Regions from separate parts of the Mus musculus genome. Here regions 1 and 3 are each linked to region 2. The links are chromatin contacts, called in public HiChIP or PLAC-seq and promoter capture Hi-C maps. All regions are on one chromosome and are shown on one strand. Each heading gives the region's core, a stretch centred on a gene start, on an enhancer-like site or on the middle of the called end of the contact. The rest is flanking DNA. Distances are from core to core; before and after follow the strand shown.

The links. Promoter capture Hi-C pulls out the DNA fragments that hold promoters and counts their contacts. HiChIP or PLAC-seq counts read pairs in DNA pulled down with a chosen protein or histone mark.
Region 1: a contact with region 2 is called in an H3K27ac HiChIP or PLAC-seq map of embryonic stem cells, with 2.9 times the contacts expected there. The contact joins the enhancer-like site here to the promoter of Nipsnap3b in region 2. A contact is called at or near these places in 4 of 39 promoter capture datasets (the 3T3-L1 cell line, embryonic stem cells, hematopoietic stem and progenitor cells and 1 more), 2 of 484 Hi-C or Micro-C datasets (cortical neurons and embryonic stem cells) and 2 of 115 datasets of contacts at active chromatin or transcription factors (embryonic stem cells and extraembryonic endoderm stem cells).
Region 3: a promoter capture Hi-C map of pre-B cells shows a contact between it and region 2, with 1.9 times the contacts expected there. The contact joins the enhancer-like site here to the promoter of Nipsnap3b in region 2. A contact is called at or near these places in 3 of 39 promoter capture datasets (the C10 cell line, cranial neural crest and pre-B cells) and 1 of 9 other capture datasets (liver).

Annotation. Positions count from the first base shown.
Region 1 is chr4:53,465,196-53,469,186 of GRCm38.p6, forward strand. All of the region lies in intron 1 of Slc44a1 (solute carrier family 44, member 1), which reads left to right. Among named protein-coding and RNA genes, the nearest start is that of Slc44a1, 27 kb to the left of the region's middle. Within about 2 kb of position 1,341, at least 9 of the 459 cell types and tissues checked have an H3K27ac peak or open chromatin away from gene starts, as enhancers often do. A contact at or near this core is called in embryonic stem cells, where this site is marked.
Region 2 is chr4:53,009,471-53,013,451 of GRCm38.p6, forward strand. It overlaps Nipsnap3b (nipsnap homolog 3B), which reads left to right and starts at 2,410. Exons shown (of 6, transcript NM_025623.3): 1 at 2,410-2,577. The coding sequence starts at 2,518.
Region 3 is chr4:53,510,604-53,514,520 of GRCm38.p6, forward strand. All of the region lies in intron 3 of Slc44a1 (solute carrier family 44, member 1), which reads left to right. Among named protein-coding and RNA genes, the nearest start is that of Slc44a1, 72 kb to the left of the region's middle. Within about 2 kb of position 1,723, at least 146 of the 459 cell types and tissues checked have an H3K27ac peak or open chromatin away from gene starts, as enhancers often do. A contact at or near this core is called in pre-B cells, where this site is marked.

The DNA of each region.
Region 1 (3,991 bases), core at 91-2,590, 450 kb after region 2:
TAATGACTTGATATCTCAAAAACAAAAATAAAAATAAAACAAATGTGGAAAAAAAGCCCAACATCTGTTTTAAAAGCAATTTTAAAAAAATCACACATATACAAATAGTGTTGCGTTGGGGATGAAAATGGCTCAACTGTTTGGAGCACTGGCTGCTCTTTCAGAGGACATTTTAATTCCCAGCATTCACAATGGCAGCTTATAACTATCTGGAGTGCCAGTCCTTAGAATCTCATGCTCTCTGTTGGTCTCTACAGGCAGTGCACACACATGGTACACAGACAGTCTCTCAAACACGCATACACATAACATTAAATAAAATGTCAAAAAACCTTAACGTATTTAAATAAAACCCATTGCTACATCTTTAACAAGACTCACTTGTTAGGTAACTTAATGTCTTTGACAGTGAGGACTTAGTTTACGTTAGACATTTATACTGAGATTATTATCACCATTAACATTGTTCTAGAAGATTAATTAGTGCAGTAAGCCATAAAGCCAAAAACAAGAAGAATGACTGTAAGCGGTGAGTTAGGAAACAAAATCAACTACATTTATTAATAAGTTCTGTGGAACACAGTAGTCTGCATGTGTAGTTAAGTAAGAAGTTGTTTATTAAAGGAGTCATTGTGAATCAACAAACCATTTATTAGTTATTAGATTTAGTTAAAAGCTTTGGATAACTTAAAATGTGAATCACAGTAAATCCTAAGAAATAGATAGCAGGTAGAGACAATTTCAAATAGTCAAGGGACTTAAAAGCAGCGAGGGAAAGAAAATCTGAAGTCAGCCTGACTTGACTATGCAGAACTTTATTTTTACATAACAAATGGGATGGTAAAGTGAGTCACTGCATGTGATCCTGTTGGGATTTGTCCAAAGGAATTAAAAAACCAGAACAGTCAGATGTGGTGGCTCACACCTGTTACTCCAGCACTCAGGTTGTGGAGGCAGGATTTATTTTTTTTTTTTATAGGTTTTCTCTGTGTAGCCCTGGCTGTCCTGGAACTAGCTCTGTACACCAGGCTGGCCTTGAACTCAGAGATCTGTCTATTTCTGCATTGTGTGCCACCACTGCCTGGCTGGTTTGTTTGTTTGTTTGTTTTCCTTTCCCTTTGAGTTTACCTTTCATTGTAGGAACTAGGCTTCAATTGGATTTCTGTAGAATTTATTTGCAAGCTGGGTGTGATACTGCTAGAAGCCCTGTAGTTGTTTGATGGCTGTTCCAGGGAATTATTACTTTGGTAGTTGCTTTTAAGGGACTAATGGAGATAGGTCTTAAAACAGAACAGGGCTTGTAATGGACACAGAGAGGCCTGAGTGTACCCTGGGGGGTGGGGTGGTGGGGTGGGGTGGGGCTGGCTTCCTGAATAGGGTATAAACTAGTCAGTACCAGGTCTGAGACTTACTAGTTTTGGTGACAGTCAAAAATGGCTTCTTAGGGGTGGGGCATGTTAATGACTAGTTATGGAGATTGATAGCTGCTTGTTTTTTTGTTGTTTTGTTTTGATTTTTTCGAGACAGAGTTTTCTCTGTTTAGCCCTGGCTGTCCTGGAACTCACTCTGTAGACCAGGCTGGCCTCAAACTCAGAAATCCGCCTGCCTCTGCCTCCTGAGTGCTGGGATTAAAGGAGTGCGTCACCACGCCCGGCCAGCTGCTTGCATTTTTAAAGCACTTATTTACTGTAGTTTGATCTGTTGCCCCACCCCTACCCCCTTAATAACAGAATTAGTGCCAGTCATTTACAGGGCTATTAAGTGGATGCCTCAGTGTTATTCCTTACTTACTTGGGAATTTCTAGACTTTTCTTCTGGCCTTTAATCACTTTCTAGATCTCTCTAGCTGGTTTGTCTTACAGAGCTTGTGATGTGAGCGTGTGTTCTCCTGGAAGCATTTATGCTGCTGAGACCATTGACTCTCAGAACTAGGAGTTGTCGTCTCATACTGGTGTTTGATCTTAGAGTTTCCGTTGTTCTCTTCTTTACCTTGAGTAATCTGTTGGCTTTTGAGTCTTTGGTAGTTCAAATTTAACACTAAAAGGGGTGTAAAGGTTTTGGGACAATGTGTCACCCTCACATTTGTAGTCCCTTGACTGATTAGTCATCTTTGGGGTAACTGGGGGCCAGCTGGGTTGTCTGGTGATGAAGAATTGCTCAAAGTCAGGGTACCCTTTAGTACCTTCACCCTGACTTGGGAGCATCTGTGAGGAGAGGATAGCGGTGCAAATAGGTTCAGAACGCACTCCTAATGTGTTCTCAGGGCTTCCGTCTTTAAGGGTGAGGCTGTGCGTTGGATGTTGATGATGGAGAAACTGCCTATATGCGGGTACCACATTCTCCAGCAGTTGCACAGAAGCCCTCTGCAGTAGCCTCTTCTTTCAGGCAGGCAGGCCCAGCCTTTTGGCATTGAAACATTGAAACCATTGTCAACCATAAGGTTCACATCTGAGGACTGCACAGTTAAGTTACAAAACAATATCTGTGCACATAAAGACGCCATAATGTTTTAAGTAAGCTTACACGCTCGTGTTGCGATTTATTCATAGCTGTCCTGGGACACGTGCTTCCTGGCCACACATAGAGTTTGAACTCTATTAGATGAGGTTTCAGGTTTACTATGCAAGGCACCTAAGGCTGTCAACAGGCTTGACCAAGTATCACTGACTTATCGATTTCCCTGGGCATTTGAGCCTCATGATTTTACTAATACACTAAGTATGCATCTGTCTGTCAGCATATGCAAACAGCATCAGAAAGTCCGTGTGTCCACCCTGAATGCTAATTTATTAAAGACTTAACTAACTACACACTAGAAAAATCTTATCTGTGAGGCCAGCATGAAGACAAAGCCAAATTAGTTAATATCCCCTTTCCCCAGGGTTTCTCTGTGTAGTCCTGGCTGACCTGGAACTCACTCTGTAGACCAGGCTGGCCTCTAATTCAGAGATTTGCCTGCCTCTGCCTCCCAAACTCTAAGATTAAAGTCGTGCACCACCACCACCTGACTCAGAATTACGTACTTGTGATTGATAAATAGTTTTGTTTTGGGTTGATTGGTTTGTTTTGTTTTGTTTTCCCATGACAGGGTTTCTCTGGATGGCCCTGGCTGCCCTGGGACTCCCTCTGTAGCCCAGTTTGTCCTTTAACTTGGGGTGTGTGATATCACCTCCTGGCTTAGAATTATTTACTTTTAATTGGTAAATAGTGTTTTAAATAAAATCCAATCAAATGAAGTCCTTCATGACCCCACCTCATGTGATAATAAGGTTAACAACTTACTCTGTCTCACTCCAGAGTCACTGTATAGGTAGTAACTTCTATTATACAGTTCCATTATCCAGTAGCCCTCAGGTTTTGTTGCACACATTGCTTGTTAACTTGGGGGCAGCCAGAGAACAGGGAGCAGACTGCCTGACTAGATGAAATCAAATAAAGGAGAGTAGGACGATTCTAAGAAAATCAGCGCTTTAGTTGGTAAATCTAACTTAGGATTTAAAAAAAACCCAAACCAAACCAACCAAACAACATGGGAGCTGTAAAGGTGGTTCAGTGGTTAAGAGCATGCACCGCTCTTGTTGAAGACCTGAGTTCAGTTCCCAGCACCCAGTGTCAGGTGGCTCATAACAGCCTCCTAACTCCAGTGCCAAGGGGACCTGATGTCTCCTGTGCCTCCATGGGCTCCATCACCTGTACACACCCACACAAAGATTCATACTTGGAAATTAAGATAAATCTTTGAAGGGCATGGCTATTTGTCAGGTTTCCTTAGCACTTTGACGGGGCACTTTGGCTTTCTTCTGTCTGATGTGATAGCTGTACAAATATAGCTCCCTCCAGTTCACATGGAATCAGGACTTCCCATGGTGGGGCTGGGGACAGGGTCTGGGGACATTCTGTTTTTCATGTAACGCTTTACTGAAATATAATCCACAGCTGTACGATTTTCTCAACTAAGATTTACTGCTGGGTGGTTTTTATTACTTCCTCA
Region 2 (3,981 bases), core at 1,160-3,659:
CTCCATGCACTGGCCTCCTCCAGGCTGGGCTAGGCGAAGATCCACCCTCCCGGGACCAGTATCGGCACAAGACACCCTAAGACCAAGTCCTCGACACAAAGATTTGTTTGCCATAGAGAGCAAAAAGGCAGGGAATAAGAGACAAAGGCAGAAAATAGGGATGAAGGAGTAGGGAGAAAGGGACAGGGGAGTAGGGGAGGGATATTTTATCCCAGGGACAAAGGATTGTCTCTGGATAGTGAGGACACCGATGTGGCACATAGGAAAATGGCAGTTTATAAAGAAACAAAGGGACACCCTCCCTCCCATGTTTGGATGGGGTGTTTAATTTTGACATGTTATTTAGGTGAGCCAAAGGGGGCCTTTGATTGCTGGGCTTCAGTACTTTGATAGCTGGACCTTGGATGTCATCCACAGGAGGAGGAAGTAGCTAGCTTTAGGAATGCACTCTAATGGTTTTTAGCAAGGCAGAGGGAATAAATGAGAAGGGCAAGGCCTGCCCAAGCCATGTTTGCCATGTTTGCCATGTTTGCCATGTTCAGCTGGCATGTTTGTCCCTTTCTACTACTTCTGTCTGCACAGTTGCACAAGTCTAACCTTTGGACAAAATCAAACAAGAATGCCACCGAGGACACTGTTTTGCCAGCATCATAAGTCAACGATCCTGCACCGGGCACCTATTTGTTTTTTGAGGTGAACAAATATATTTTCACAAAAGCCAGACTAAATGAAAAATAACATGGTCGGAAAAGCCTTACCCAAGGGTATATGAAAAGTATAAATTTATAACCTGTTTTGATAGTGTTTAGTTAAGATTAATGTGCACGTGACTTAGAAGTCAGCAATTCAATGGATATGCACTCTAGAGCATTATGTGCTCATAACATAATGTCAGCAATTCAATAGATATGTTCTCTTTGAAATGGAAACGAGAACATGACCACTCCTGGTATGGTTAAGGAGAAAGTTTTTATTGTGGGTCTGAGGGAGAGAACAGCCCAAGGCATCCGGAAGGGTCCAGGCTGAGCATTGCCGGCAGAATAGACGGGGCCATGAGAGGGGAGAAGAGACAGGGGGGAAGAAATGAGGGGGCGGGAGAGAGAAGGCAAGGGGACAAAGAGAGAAGCCAAGAGGAGAACCAAACAAGATAGCATCTAGCCAAGATAGCTGAGGTTCTATAGGAAAGGGGAGGTGGGGGGAGGGCAGTGAAGCTCGGGGCTGGGGTGGTTTAAAGGATTTGGGATGAGAAGTGCTAAGGAGCCAGGCCAGTGTGTGTTTTTAATGTTAAGACAGCCCTGTTAGCCGTTGGTCCCAGGTTTCTCTGAGACCTTACCCTGTAGACCAGAGGTGTGTGCATACTCCAAAGCAGTCTACTGACTGCACCCAAAGCTTCTGGCTACTTGGATGCTAAAAGCTGTATCTTACCTTCATTGTTCATAAAAGGACGGAACAAAGGACAATACTATCAGGACTTGTGACGATTTAGTTAATAAAAGGCATAGATGTCATATTCTAGTTAAGTTGTTGCAAATACATCAAAAATCCCTTTCATGTTCACCACCGCTTGGAATGTCTTACGTACACCTTAAATTGCCATTTAATACCTAAAGAAGCACGCCTGTTTTTCAATAACTTACCTCTATAGTTTGATGATATTTGTTCAGTGTAACTTGTTTTTAGAGCTATGTGTATTTGCTAAGCATAAAATCGTTAGGAGTTTAAAGGCTAACAGGATTTCCAAGTTTATGACGCTAAAACGGTTTTAATCTCTGATGACCAGTAAATAATATAGCTTAGTGTACATTAGTAAATTGGCCAAGAGGCGATTTTCAGGGAAATCATTGCGATTATTTAGCTATTTAATGTTTGTGAACAGTGGACCCAATGAAAGCAGTGTATTTAAAAATGGTTTCTAAATCTTAGTTGGAAAGTCATGAAACCTAGAATATGCTTCACAGAGAACACAAACACGCGCTAGAAAAATATAAATTGTAATTGAAGTTTTTCTGAGGGCCAAAAATCAGAGGCCGTCAGAGGTCAGCTTTCGCATCACACAAAATTATTTCAATCTTCACCTGTGACTCTCAGGCCCTCGGACCCACTCTTCTGGGTTCCAGGAAAATTATCCCATCTTTGTTCGGAGACTCCCAGGCCATGCTGGGGATGGGGTTTGGAGTTGCAATGGGGATGCAGAATACTCTGTGATACAGGAGAAGGCTCGCTGATGGTTGCTACAAGTTCACCCCACCCCAAGAAGCATCCACGCCACGCCCTACATTCTGGAGTGTTAGAACCATACAGAAGAGGTAATGCCCCGGGATGGGGAACAGAACCGCGGACTGCTTTGTGTCCGCACCCTCTGAGCCTCTTGCGCCTGCGGGGAAGGGCGGAGCCACGCCGCCGAGCCACGCCCAGTCCAGCAGGGACCCAATCGAAGTTGGCCCGCGCACCAGGAAGCGAGGAGAGCGCGTATCCGAGCGCCCGGCGGCGGTCTTCCTGCGCGCTCAGGACCGCACCATGCTCGCGCTCCGAAGCGGCCTAAGGACAGCGCTGGCCCCGCGGGTTCTGACGCCTCAGGTAGGGGCCGCGGGGGCGTGCGAGAATCCCGCGCAGGGAGGTGGAACTGTCCTTAGGTGGTGTAGAAACGGGGATCAGGGAGGTGGGTGCGGTCTGTGGGGAGAGCGAGCTTAGCCTAGGGAGGTGGGCGGGGCGTGTGTCGGGCACGAGCAGCCTTGGGAGGTGGGCGGGGTTCGTGGTGCGCGTGATGACGACGCTGCGAGGTGGGCGGGTCTGCAGTGCGGAGAACGGGCCGTATTCTGGGAACTGGGCGGAGCCTGCCTAGTGGAGGCCGGGGGTGGGCGGGGCCTTGCTCTAAGGGGCAGTGCCGGGAGGTGGGCGGGGTCTGCAGTGAGAGTTGTCCTTCGGAGGTAGGTGGGTTTGTGGGGCAGGAACCAGCAACACTGTGAAGTGGGTGGGGTCTGGAGCGTGAGTAGACCCCTGGTCGGTCCAGCCAATGCCCGGTTCAATCGGTACCCAATATTTCGTGAGTCCAGGGTGAACCCACTTGTCAGGTTGCCTCCCTGGACAATGGACAGAGACCTTTCCTTGACACCGGGTGTCCCCGAAGCCCTGAGCATTGTGTTCTTGCAGTCATCACCATCGTGACTGCCACTCATTGAGGGTTTACAGTTCCTGCCTGGTTCAAAAGCCAGGCTTTATGGAGTTCAGGGTAAACCTGGGAGCATCCCGCCCTGCAACTCAGGGTCTGGAGATCTTAAGGGGAGCATGGCTTTGGAGCCTGCTGAAACTGGTTGTGCCTGAGATGGGACTTTCATAAAAAGGAGGACACCTACCAGCCTCAGCTGTTGACCCAGGGCTATTTGTGACTTGAACACCGAAGTTCTTGACTTACTTTGTTTAGGAAGAGCATTAAGAGCTGTCTAGAGACAGACTTTGTGTCGAACACTAAAGAGCATAGTATTCATATGGCCGCTGTCCTCTCTGTCTTCCTAGTATGGTTGACAAAAAGCTCTAATTTGGAGATAGGAGCAAGCAGATTTCTACCCTGGCACTGTTTGTCCCAGCCCTGCAACAGAAAATTACCTCACCCCTTAACAAACACCTTTCAATACAGATTTCTTTAATGCATATTTTCTGTGTGAAAGATTATAGTAAAAGTATCTTTGATCAATAATTTATTTCTGTTCTATCAATACAAATTCCTCGAATCATTCTAAAAGATTGTTATAAGTCTGCCATGTTTCCTTTTTGATCTGGTAAGTTTTTACAAGTTTAGATTATTTTTCTGTGTTTGTGCACCGTGTACATGCCTGGTGTTTGAGGAGGTCAGAAGACAATGGCTTCTCTGGGACTGGAGTTACAAACCATTGAGAGCCTGAATGGGTACTGGAAGTGGAACCTGGGTTCTGCAAGAGCAACAAGTGCAGTCAACCACTGAGCCAACTCTCCAGCTTTTATTAT
Region 3 (3,917 bases), core at 473-2,972, 500 kb after region 2:
GACTGTGTATTTACTGTCTTTGGTTATTGGTTTGGTTTCTGAGCTAGGATCTTGGCTAGGAAGCCCTGGCTGGCTTTGAATTCTGTAGATAGCCTAGGCTGCCCTTGAACTTAACTTAAGACTATCTGGCCCAGCCTCCCAAGTACTGGGATTAGAAGCATGAGCCACATGCCTGCCTAGCAAGTATGGCCATATTTATAATTATATTGTTTACTTAATTCTGTATCTGGCAGAGAGCATGTTTAAAATTTTTATGTTGAATAACAATATTTTCACCTTAAATATCTTCTCCCCTACTTCCTTTCCACCTCATTTTTACCTGGCAAAATTTACACAAGTGTCATCTTTTTAGTGATTCCATAAATGATAATGGATTCCTTTTTCATTGCAGGCATTATTTAGGTACTGAGGGTATAGAAATAGATTCAATAGTCAACCAGCCCTGCTCTCCTAGAGTTGATTGCTACTGGTGGAGATTGATAGTAACACATATGTAAGTGCTGAGGAGCAAATAAGGCTGGTTTTCTCTCTCTCTCTCTCTCTCTCTCTCTCTCTCTCTCTCTCTCTCTCTCTCTCTCTCTCTCTCTCTCTCTCCCTCTCTCTCTCTCTCCCCCTCTCTCTGTCTCTGTCTCTGTGTGTGTGTGTTGAGGGGCAGGGTTTCACAGCCTAGTTTAGGTTGACCTCAGATTAGCACTTTCCAGTCTCAGCCCCTGTGTCTCCTGATGCTGTCCCTAGTCTGTTCATGACAGCAGTGCACGGTCACCGCTTAGAGCTCCCTCTTCCTAATGCTGCCACAGTGACAAATCTCAAGGTGTGTTTTTGGTTTTTATTTTGTTTTGTTTTGTTTTTGTCTTTGTTTTCTAGTGTTTTTTGCTTGAGCGGGTATTGAACCTTTGAATACATGCTAAGCAAGTGCTATAGCACTGAGCTACATCCCCACCCTTGCACATGGACTCTTGAGGGACAGATATTGAAGCTGTAGAAGTACATGTGCTTATGGGCAGAGGGAGACTGTTGCAACCATCGTACAACCCCCTAGATCACAATCTACTCTTAGTCACTGTGCCCAGCCAGCCTCTCTTAATTCTGTTGTTCCAGAGTGTTGGGGGGCAAGCATGTTTTATTAATGGTGTGTTGTTGTAGTTAGCTAGGTTAGTTTGTAGTTAGCTTGGTTTGGGTATGCACTTCCCATAGTTCTGTGGGTTAAATAAGATGGCCCTCCTTGGGACACTTGGATCCTGGCCCCGTGTGATGCCTGGACTTGCCTTTCCTTGTCTTTCCTCCTCCTCCATGGAAGGAAGAGGTCTCTTTGGGCAGAACTCTTCCGAGGGTAGAGAACAGATCCTCTGCAGCCTGCATTTAGAATCAGCAGAAGGCCTGCATTGCTGTTATTTAGCAGTAGCAGAAGGGTCTGCATCGCTGCTGGGTATTTTATTTTGGTGACTCACTAAGGGCAACGTGCTCCATAGAAAGGGGCTGTACATTATAAACTGATTCCAGGTAATAATTGGACAAATGATCAGACTCCATTTTTATTCCCCTCTGGGGAAGACATGTGTCAGGACTCGCTAAAGCGGAAGCATCCGAGGGGCTTTGCTGCCAGCTTCTCAGCCTTAGTGCCGCAGTGCTTGATTAGAGAGGAGAGAAGCCAAATCCGGCAGGAGGCGGCCAGCAGACCTGGTATCTGTTTGCCACCTCTTGCTCCAAAAAAGCCTTACTGCAGAGTTGCCATGGCAGCAGGAGGCAATTTAATGGCAAGGGCTCATCTCTGGATCCGCACTGCTGTGCCCAGCTTTTCCCCCTGGCCTTCAGTTTGATCAGCTGCTTACACCAGGGCCTTACTGTGAGGTGTCCTTGTAGCTACACATTGCCTTATGGAGCAAAGTGTGAGATCCCCTGAATTCTCAGGACAGCCACCTCTCCCCCCCACCCCCCAAACACTTCTCCTCGGCACATATCTCTTTGATGTTCCACCCTAGAGTCAGCCCTATCCGATCATTTGCAGTTCCTTAAATATGCTCTTTCATGCTTCTGCGCTTTTAGGCATGCGGTTTCCTCTGCCCGAGTGCTCCCTTCCCCATCTGTCTGGAAAATTCCTACTCAATTTCAAAATGCAGCTTAGACTCCTCCTCCCCCTCCCTCATGCTCTCTCTCACCCTCTTTCCTCCTTGCAGATCTGTACAGCTTCTACAGCCATCTCAACCTCGTCACGTGGGGTTGAAATGACTCGTTGTACTCCTGCCTCTTTTTCTGTAGTCTGAGAGTTATTTGCATTCAAAATTTGTGTTTTGTAGATTTTTGCACTGAAAGGGCCTTTCCTGGGAGTAATATGTAACAATGTTTGTGGAATTACGGGATGCTTTTTTGTGAATTAAGTCCTGTCTAATGCTAATCCTTTGAGTGCTGTTCCCTACAAAGGTAAACCACTGCATTGTAAGTAGTCAGAGTTCCTTCTGCTACAGACCTGATGGACCAGCCAGCCATCAACCTGACACTGGTGGCTGTGCCCTGTCTTTCCAGTTAGGATCAGAGAGAATAACATTTGTGGGTCAGACTTTACGTCTATGCGATCTCCAATTGTTACCCACCATCTGGATCCCTCCGTGGGCTATTGAATTGTAGTATGCTGAGGACACAGCCTCTGAGGCTTTGTGAGATACAGTAACTCCTTGGTAAATCTCATTTTCTCTACCTTCTTCTCTTCTTGGTGGGGACAGTAAAAGCCAAATAGAGGTTCAAGCCACCGTTAAACATGTAGCAGCATCTAACTGGGTTTCATCATCTCACTCTGAGCACAGCTTTTCAAGTTACTCCTTTCCTGTGGCTCTTTTCCTTTTCCTGACCGCCTGTGATTTATGGCTTGCGCCTTCCCTGTTGCCCATTCTCATGTTTGGTGCCTATGTCCTGTGTACTGTGCAGACACGCTGCTTTTTGTGGGTATTCTAACCTTTCTTTCCTCCTGGAAAGAATTTGGTATTTCCAGATTTCCAAGTTAGAATAGATTTTGCTTCATTTCTTCTTCAAATAACCCCAGAACCCACCTGAACTGAGCCTGTGCTTAAACCCCTCCCCCACCGGTCTCTGTACAGCTTCCTCTGCAGGCCAGTCTGAGCACTTTGTGGTTTGTCTCCTGTCGCCATTGCCCTTGTCTGTTTTGAGCCTGGCCCTTAACAGCTGAGCCATCTCTCCAGCCCCCATCACACTTTCTTAAGTTCAAAGCTCACCTGGGTGTTTGGCAGTTCCCTTTGCCAGTGTCTTTTCTGCACCACCCACCCGAGCATGCCCCGTGCATACTGTGTGTGCCAGAGCCTGCAGGTGTCCAGGCTGTTCAGTTTCTGAAAAGTATTCTTGTCATTGTTTTTCTTCCCCCCCATTCTCACGCATGGTATTCTAGGGTCTATAACGGATGTGAAACTTAAACAAAGCTGTTTCTAAGTTATTAATAGATTTGAGCTTCTACAACATTCTTGTGCCTCGTCCTCATTCCTGACACAGGCTGGTGACAGTGGAATTAGGATGGGCTGTGAGACAGATAGATAGTACTTTGTTGCTTCTTATCCCATGTCTGAAAAATACCCTCTGTAAGCTGTCGGTTAACTGCAAATGAGTTCCCCTTATCTTCATGGAAAGCATTCCAAGAGGCAGTGCAGTTCTTTGGGGCTGTGGATTGTACTAATTTTTTTTATTTGTATTTCATTGTGCTATTGCCGGGAGCCATTTTTTTCTCTTATGAGTACATACCTAGAAGAAAGTTTAACTAATAAATCAGATACAGTAAGAAACTGACAACAACTAACCATGAAATTGAGTAGTCATACCAATAAGTATAATAAAAATGACTCAAAATGTATTTGTCTATTTATGAAAATTTCCATTTGCTGGTCCCTGACTTTGTGGCTGTTTCCCCAGCCACAGGT